3 separate regions of the Zea mays genome follow, and regions 1 and 3 are each linked to region 2. Evidence: chromatin contacts called from public Hi-C data. All regions are on one chromosome and are shown on one strand. The core of a region is the stretch at or near the end of the contact, and the rest is flanking DNA. Distances in the headings are between cores, read along the strand shown. Region 1 holds the start of LOC103627781 (ferredoxin--nitrite reductase, chloroplastic-like). Region 2 holds the start of LOC100277102. Region 3 holds the start of LOC100281795 (light harvesting complex a/b protein4).

The links. A called contact is a pair of places that touch in the nucleus more often than the background predicts.
Region 1: a Hi-C map of bundle sheath shows a contact between it and region 2, with 2.6 times the contacts expected there. The contact joins the promoter of LOC103627781 here to the promoter of LOC100277102 in region 2. A contact is called at or near these places in 3 of 25 Hi-C or Micro-C datasets (bundle sheath, ear and tassel).
Region 3: a Hi-C map of ear shows a contact between it and region 2, with 2.2 times the contacts expected there. The contact joins the promoter of LOC100281795 here to the promoter of LOC100277102 in region 2. A contact is called at or near these places in 2 of 25 Hi-C or Micro-C datasets (ear and leaf mesophyll).

The regions. Positions count from the first base shown.
Region 1 is chr5:218,275,406-218,278,236 of Zm-B73-REFERENCE-NAM-5.0, reverse strand. It overlaps LOC103627781 (ferredoxin--nitrite reductase, chloroplastic-like), which reads left to right and starts at 1,422. Exons shown (of 4, transcript XM_008648080.3): 1 at 1,422-2,145; 2 at 2,726-2,831. The coding sequence starts at 1,536.
Region 2 is chr5:218,407,958-218,411,051 of Zm-B73-REFERENCE-NAM-5.0, reverse strand. LOC100277102 reads right to left here and starts at 1,797. Exons shown (of 2, transcript NM_001150763.2): 1 at 1,179-1,797; 2 at 734-1,100. The coding sequence starts at 1,614. The coding sequence ends at 1,021.
Region 3 is chr5:218,240,157-218,243,176 of Zm-B73-REFERENCE-NAM-5.0, reverse strand. LOC100281795 (light harvesting complex a/b protein4) reads left to right here and starts at 1,432. Exons shown (of 6, transcript NM_001154715.2): 1 at 1,432-1,743; 2 at 1,839-1,971; 3 at 2,093-2,205; 4 at 2,279-2,383; 5 at 2,470-2,558; 6 at 2,648-3,020. The coding sequence starts at 1,511. The coding sequence ends at 2,784.

The DNA.
Region 1 (2,831 bases), core at 173-2,672, 130 kb after region 2:
TATACTCTAAATGTGTTTGTCTAAGTCATAGGAGGATCCTCCCAAGAGTTGAAATCAAGTGGAGAAGAGTTGGAGAGGTTTGGCTCTGTCTGGGCCTCTCCGAGCACTCACCCGAGACGCCCTCGGGCGAGTCGTATTTGTGTATCCCATCCGAGGATGGTCTCGAGCGGGCCGTGTCTGCGGGAGGCCTCAGGCGAGGTGTAAATGTGTCTCCTGTCCGTGGATGGCCTCGGCCCTCGGGTGAACCGTGACTACGTCTCCCGTCCAAGGATGGCTTTGTGCGAGCCGGGACTGTGTCTCCTGCCAAGGTTGGTCTCGGGCGAATCGAAAGTGCGTCTCCCCCCGAGGTTGGTCTCGGGCGAATCAAAATTGCGCCTCCCGCTGAGGTTGGCCTTGGGCAAATCGAAATTGTGTCTCCCGCCGAGGTTGGTCTAGGGCGGGCCGTGACTGACTCGAGCGAGTCGGGACCTCTTTTTATATATTTCCGTGGTCTAGTTACTCTTTTTTATATATTTTTATATATTTTCGTGTCGCTCGCTACACGCGCGGGATGGAACGACATACGAAGAAATTGTCACTTTGTTCGTATATTGCTACAATTTCTATATATCATATAATTTGATCGATGAGTTGCAGTGGTAGAAACTAAACATTTTTATAATATAAGTGCGTAGGATTCGAGTCCTCCATGTCCTATTTTTTAAAAATATTTTACGATCGAAGGAGGCGATGTATGAAGAAATTTACGCTTGGTAGAGCCGTTTTTTTGGTTACAGAAACTAGATCAACTTCACATGAAAACGAAGGATTCAGGAAATTCTTCCGACATGGCCTAAGGATTTAGAAGGTACGTTCTGTCCGTGTCCGGCACAATCACGATGGGTGGGCACAGGCGCACAGCCACAGCGCACGTCGTCCTTGCACGCGCGTCAAAGGACCCCGGCCGCGCGTGTGGCCTCCAACTCGAAACGTGTGGTTTGGCCACCGGTGCCGGTGCCGGTGCCGTCTCGGCCGTTGCTGCCTGCTCGATCGGTAAGATTGCCAGAGCAGTACCGGTCGACTCGGCGAGGATCCCGGTCCGGCCAGAAGAATGCAGATGCAGCCGGAGATATTATTAGATACAGTAGAAAAGACAGTGCACGGCACGCCTCTCGCCGGACCCGTGCGCGAGCGTCTCACCGACCCTTTGGGCGGCTCATGGGGCGCCCTGCCCTGCATTGCCTTGCCGGTGTAACTAGACCATGCAGGACTGGCTAAAAAAACTATCGCAGGTTCGTGTATGTGGCCTCGGTATGATTGGTCATTGGTCGGGTACGCTTTAACTAATCCACAACCACCCTTTCTTTACATACATGTTTGCTGCATACGTGCGTGAGTTGAGCTTGCTTTAACTAATCCGTCTCTTCTTGGCTATGAGATGTTTGGGTGGGATGGAAGGACGGACGCCTCCTCTGCTTCAGCAATCAGCAATCAGCAGCAGCTGAAACCGGACCAGCACCGCAGGCCACGCTGGTAAAGAGAGAGACAGAAAAAACATGACATATCCCAGGCTGCGACCCAGACCGTTCCAGGTACGTGGATCGCCGGCTGCATATCTGCCTGCCCTCTTCAACTCCCCAAGAGCCAATAACCAGCGCGGCGCGGCCCCTCTCGCCCCCATAATAAACAACCGCAACGCTCGCCACCCATGGCTACCATACCACCACCACAGCACAGGGACAGCAGCAGTGCCACCGCCACCACCAACACCAACCATGGCCTCCACAGCGTCCCTGCAGCGCTTCCTGCCCGCCTCCCCGCACGCGTCGTCCCGGCGCCGCGCCGGCCGCGCCCGAGCGGCCGTCTCCATCCCGTCGTCGTCCCCGCCGGCGACACGGGATAATGAGGTCCCCGCGGAGCGGCTGGAGCCGAGGGTCGAGGCGCGGGAGGGAGGGTACTGGTCCCTCAAGGAGAGGTACCGGACCGGGCTGAACCCGCACGAGAAGGTGAAGCTGGAGAAGGAGCCCATGGCGCTGTTCATGGACGGCGGCGTCAGGGACCTCGCCAAGATCCCCATGGAGGTGATCGACGCCGCCAAGCTCACCAAGGACGACGTCGACGTCCGCCTCAAGTGGCTCGGCCTCTTCCACCGCCGCAAGCACCAGTGTACGTCCACTGCCTGCCTCTGCGCCGCCCCCCCCACCCACCCCCCCCCCCCCCCCCCCCCCCCCCCCCCGTGAAATGCAGATTTACTTGCTGCTCGTAAAATGCAGTCATTTGCGACTGGATTTCAGATGACTCTGTTCTTGATGCACTATTACATGACTGCTCTGTAGTCTGTAGTGTGCAGCTTACATAACTGAGAAAAAAGAAGTCTCACCTTGGACTTTTAGTAGGCAATAGAAAATTTCATCAAGGTGTTGGTACTAAATAGCAGAAAGCATCCCAGTCGCCGTCAGTACTAAATAAAATACACCTCAAGAGTCAAATGCCAAGCATACCAGTTATAGTAGTAGCTTTCCGTAGATAACGAATATACCCGCGTCACAAATAACGATCTTTACTTTCTGTTATCCCGAACCAGCGGTTTCAGATTCGTTTTCTTTCTTGGACCATCCGTTCTTTTGGACAAAGACCTCCTCTCGGACTGGGTTCAGTTCACTCTGAGCCCGAGTCCGTGAGACGAAATGGTGATTTGCTGCTAACTAACGGCTCCTCCATGGACCATGGCTATGCTGCGCTGCAGACGGGCGCTTCATGATGCGGCTGAAGCTGCCCAACGGCGTGACGACGAGCGAGCAGACGCGGTACCTGGCGAGCGTGATCGAGGCGTACGGCGCCGACGGGTGCGC
Region 2 (3,094 bases), core at 548-3,047:
TCCATTCGTCCAGACGGACCACAGCCTGTCGCCTCACTCACTCGTAACAAACGACTCAATTCTCTGCAACGCGCTGCATAGGGATGCTGCAGCTGCGTCAACAACCAAGCCGATTTTCCCAACCGATCCACCACGCGGAATTTCTTCGCACCTGTGCTGGTTTTGGTTTTGATTAAGTGCCCGTTCGGTTCTTCCGGAATGCTTTACTGGATTGGTTCCGGATTGGAATAGTTCACAAATTTGTATTAGCTTGATGAGTTGGAATGGTTCCTGCCTCCAATCTGGACTAAACTAACAGAGCCTTAAAAAAAAGAGCTCGTCTTTCATCTGCAGAAGCAGAACCAAGACAGCTCTCTCCCAACCGATCCAACCACACGGAATTTATTTCCACCGCTGTTGGTTTTGTTGAAAAATTCGTCTCCTTGCCCTTGATCTGCAAGACTCTGGATTGACGACATGTATTAAGTCTCAACTCTTGATTGAGCACAGGTTTCAACAGAGTTGATGAACTGAAAAAGGATCTAAGAGAGAGAGAGAGAGAGAGAGAGAGAGAGAGACATCCGTGCGTATTCAACAATCGTCGTCATCTCAAGTATAGGTATAGTAGTAGATCGAGAAGGAAGTGCCCCGCTAATCATTTGAGATGATGGAAATTAATCTGCCTCTTGAAAGGAACCATGTACATACACGAAGATGAGAAACTAATATGGATTAGGGGGGAAGCAAGAGGATTAATAAGCAAGCAAAGTAATTAGGCATGATGTTTTGTCTCCAACGGAATCATACAATCATGGTGGAAGAAAGATGATTAGCTAGCAGTCCAAGATAGGACGAGCAAGGTGGAAGGCGGCGGCGGCCCACCAAATGACCAAACCCTAACAGATTTTTTTTTCTCTTCGTCTTTTTTCTGCTTGAGGCGACCGCCGGAGATTCCTTCCTTCTGCTGTTGTGTGCATCTCGAATGGTTTTTTCTCTCTACTCCCAATGCGACAAGGTAGCGGCGGCCGTGGCCCGGAGAGCTCAGTGGCGGCTCAGCATGGACAGCGCAACCACCTGCGCCCACTGCTTCAGCCGCATCTTCACCGTCTCCGGCGTGTCGCCTGCACGAACGAACGGAAAGGGATCAGAGATCGAAACTAGAATCACGGGCGGAGATTGCCTGGACAGCCGGAGACTACCTGGAGAGAGTATGGACATGGGGCTGCCGAGCGGCGACTCCTCGGACGAGGACGCCTCCGACGCGGCGCCGCACGAGCACGGCGGCGCCTCCGCCGCCCCGCCGTGGACGGCGTAGTAGAGGTCGAGCGCGGGCAGCGTCTCCAGGAGGCGGTTCCTCCCGGCGCAGGCGCAGGCGCACGCGCACGCGGCGGCGTGCGCCGGCTCGAAGCCGAAGCCCAGGTCGATGCAGCCGCGGAGCTCGTCGAGGTCGTCGTCCGTGACGCTGCGGGCGCGGCGCAGCGCCGTGCCCCCGCGGCGCATGCCCCTGCGCCGGCGCTCCCACGCCTCGTCGCGCTCGATGTCCGGCGACCACGAGTTCTGCTTCTGCAGCCCCAGCGCGGGCGCCTTCTTGCCGCCGCCGCCGATAACATGGCGTTGTTGCCCCGCCTTCTCCATGGGCAGAGCACTCCTGTATACCCTACCACTACCACCTCCCCTCCGCCCCCTCGCAAGGCGAAGGGGGGATTTGGAGAAGCGAGCGTCGAGGTGGGTGGAGGCGGCCGCGGCGGATTTTATCGCGCTGCCCGTGCCCGTCGCAGCGTTGGCGTAGCGGATGCGGGCCGCGGTCAGCTGCGTGACGTCTGCCGATGTAACTAGCCTAGCGTATATAAGTATATAACGTACCTTCCTTGTACAGTAGGGTATGCAAATCCAACGGTGGATTTTTGAACTGGAAGAAGGCAGCCACCCAGGGACGGGTAAGGTAATTATTAGGCATTGATTTCGGTCACGGGAGAGGGTGCGGCGACACGAAAAAAAGGACGGCAAGAATTTTTTGCGCTGACACTTATTTCCGGTTATAAACGATATTTTTGAATGAGCTGTTGGAGTTTGTTTTTTTTTTCTTTCCTTTTTGCCTGTGTATACAAACGGGAAACCTTTTTTGCCAGCACACAGTATGGTTCAACCACCTCATTGTAACGTTCCATTTTGAGCTCCAGTAGTACCAAAATTACGCTTCGCAACAAATTTCGTTTCCTTCTTTTCTTGGCGATGTACCCTAACTAGTTACTAGGCCCGGGCGGCCGGCACGCTTTGATGCATGAGCCGTTCGCGAGTGGGAAAAAAAAGGCGGTAACTGCTACCGGTCCACAGCGTGACAGTGCGCGAGATCATGAGAGGCGTCGTCGTCGTCCTCCTCCTCCGAGAGTCGCTTGCGGAGGAAGAATGGATGGATTGATGGATCGATCGGCCAATCGAGTCTCGAATGATTACGTACGTGTAATTAACATTGCGCCTCGCCATCAGTCGCGATCCCTCGAGACAAGATCGAAGAAAAATATCTGCGGGTCGATCACCTGCATGCAAGTATCTCCACTGGAGAAGAAGAAGGAGATTCAGACCACACAATTTATGTGTCGACCCATGTTTGCCCGGATTCATGCACGGACTGTGACTGATGCGGTTCGTGATTTGCGCTAGCCTGAAGATGATACATCTGTTAATTTCCAAGATCTTTTGTAGAGATATGTACTTGCTCCGACGTTGTGAAAAAAAAAGAGCTTCTTTTGGCATGGGCAGGGCAGAGTCAGTACCAGTACTACGAATCACGAACCATATCTAGAAGCGAAGGACCAAGCCACGTCCCGGTGCAATGTTTTATTTTAAGCCAAACCTGACGCTTGCTTTGCCCCCGCAAGTAGATCGGCGAATCGGATCTCTGTATCTGTAGGGTGCCGTGGACGGTGGCATGCTGCCAGAAACTGCACGGCATGCCTTGCGTCGCTTGAGCTTCCCAGCCTTAGCAACCGGCGATTGGCAAGAAAGAGCAAGAGAAATGCTTCAGACTCTGATGATATGGTCAGAACCAGTTATTTCTAGAAGCAACTACCAACTAGACCTGGTCTCAGGTTCTCCATCTGTGATTTGATTAGTG
Region 3 (3,020 bases), core at 183-2,682, 170 kb after region 2:
CATAGCAAGGAGAACCATCTTCCGCACTCCGAATTATTTCTAACACTAACCCCGGGCATAGTGCGTGTTCAAAGTTTATAATTTTCAGGTTTTGCCTATTCACCCCTCTAGGCGAATTTTACACATTTAATTCAAAATGACACCAATTGAAAGATATAGCTTTAGAAACAAGCAATAGTGCCATCTATCTTGGAATTTTAATTAAGCTATGTGTCGTGCTTTACTACATATTTTAAACCATGTAGCTTTGCTCGAAAAGTATGAATTGAAGACGAGCATTCCAACCATATGATATGCCTAGCATGTATGCTATGAGTAATACTAGTTGAAAAACTCATATTAATTGAAAAGAGTACAAAAAACAATACTGGGCATGAAAGGTAAGCTAGATAACAAATGAAATTAGATACGCATATCTAAAAGCAAGAAAATACAATAAATTCTAGTTACCTTAGTCATGGGTGGGGAATTTGGGTCCAAAGTGTTCACTAATCCACTTGGCAATATTCTTGATCCTATGTGATGCATCCAATGTTATACATCCCAATTTGCTAAGTCTCCAAATTTCCTGAAGTCCTTCAGACTTTTCACTTCCCTCTCGGGACCTAAACCTTCTTTGTGTTTTTCATGGTTGAGATAATCTTCTTTGGCACCCACATGCGTTTGGCCCTCTTTCCCTTGTTGGCTTGCTTGTTAGCTTGATCGCTACCACCTTTCCATTTTCTTCTTCTTGATTATGTATGGTGTAGTGGTCTTTTATCCACCTTGTTGATGTAGGTGTTTGAGGTTTTGCTTGTTGGCGTTTTCTTTTGATTCTCCCCGAACTTCACCTTGCATTGGTAAGACTTGTGACCTTTCTTGTGATATAGCCAGCAAACCACAGTTTCACTATCCATAGGCTTGTTTACTCTCGTAGTGATGTTATTTTGGGAGGTTGAGTTTGTTTAGCTTTGCCTTTTTTATCATACAAAGCCTTACCAAGGGGAGCCGCTTCATGCTTTAGCAATTCATTTTCTAATGCAATCTCATCCAAACATGTTTCTATAACAATATTTTTAACTTGGACTTGATTGCAAGAGTTAGAATCATTCTTTTTGATAATTTCAGAAATTTTAACTAAAGATGCTACTAGGGTACTACATATGGTTTCTAGCTTGTAGTTAGCTCATTGTTATGTATGCTATGAATTTCAATTTTCTCTAGCAAGAAGTAGAGGCCCATGTGTTGTTTCCCGTCTCAGCCTACAAAAGAAATGCCACCAACCGGTAGGCAGTAGCTGCGCTCGTGCAGGCCCATGTGGCCCAAGTTCTCCTTAGTCCTCACCTTATCGTAGAGCCACACTTTTGCGCTTTTCCGCCAGTCAGCTTTTTGAATGAAGGAACGAACGCCTCTAATTCCATATCCAGAACCGAGAGAGCTTCCTGCCCCAGCACGCTCAAAAGACAAGAGCAAGCACGGAACACCCATCCCCGACTGTAGTTTGCCCGGCAAGCAAACATCTCCGGCAGCCATGGCGTCCACTGTAACAGCCGCCAATAGCAGCCATGGAAGCGCCCTGCGTACCCGTACCGCCTCCCCAAGGCCGGTCGCGGGCTGGAGCTGCAGACGCACGCTTTCCACGCCTGCACACCACCACCACGCGCGGCCGTCACCCAGAGCTCGGGTTGTCGCCGTCCGAGCCGCCGGCACTCAGCGGGCGACCTGGTTGCCCGGACTGGACCCGCCCCCATACCTCGACGGCACGTCGGTTACCTGACGCCCTGATATCTGCCGGTGTCATCACTTCTGCATGTGGTGATGGTGTTGGTCAGTTGACAGTGTGGCGTCTCTGATTGCAGACTACCAGGTGACTTCGGCTTCGACCCTCTGGGCCTCGGCGAGGAGCCCGAAGCCTTGAAGTGGTACGTTCAGGCCGAGCTCGTGCACTGCCGGTTCGCCATGGCAGGGGTCGCCGGCATCCTTTTCACTGACGTAAGCTTGCTCATCCACGTCCCTCTTCTGTTTTTACGCCCTGCTAACCATGGGCTTTAATGAATGATCTGGAGAGAAGAAGGCTGACCTAACCCTTGCTTTGCTTCGTGGCTCTTCGCAGTTGCTCCGCGTATCAGGGAACAGCGACCTCCCCGTGTGGTTCGAAGCAGGCGCGGCGAAATTCGACTTCGCGAACACCACGGCGCTCTTCTTCGTCCAGCTCTTCTTGATGGGGTAAACCTCAACCTAAACAACTGTGACCTGTGATTTGATTTCATGGAAATTCAACTCCAATATATCATGACAGGTTCGCTGAAACCAAGAGGTACATGGACTTCAAAAATCCAGGATCGCAAGCAGAGGAAGGGACATTCATAGGGTTAGAGGCTGCACTCGCAGGTCAACAGCCAGGGTAAGTGAGCGTTGAAGCATACCCTACAAATTTCACCTGACAAACCTTAGCTAACGCCCATTACATCTTCTATTAAATTCGGACAGCTACCCCGGGGGTCCACTGTTCAATCCACTAGGACTCGCAAAGGATATAGAGAATGCTCATGACGAGAAGCTCAAAGAAATCAAGAACGGTATGTTCCGCTCAGCACATTTTGCGAGAAAAATAAAGCCTACAATAAGTAAGTTTTCTAATTAATGGCGTGATTTCTTACCGTCACAGGGAGGTTGGCAATGGTAGCCATGCTTGGCTTCATGGTGCAAGCATCCGTAACTCATGCCGGCCCCATCGACAATCTCTTGACACACCTTTCGGACCCGTTCAACAAAAATATCATTCACACATTCTCCTCTTCCTAAGTACTCGTCCCAATGCCCGGATGCTATGGCACAAAAAGGTCACAATGTTTTTGAACACAACAGAACAACATGATTATTGATTTACGTCCTTCTCCCCACCGAATAGGGGAAGGAAGGTTAGGGAAGCGTTCAATCAATTCAATGAGATAGTGTAATCTATAGCAAACTCAGATACGCTATGATGTGAGATGAAGCGTACTTCGTGCAATCAATAAGTTCCATTTATTCATATGGAC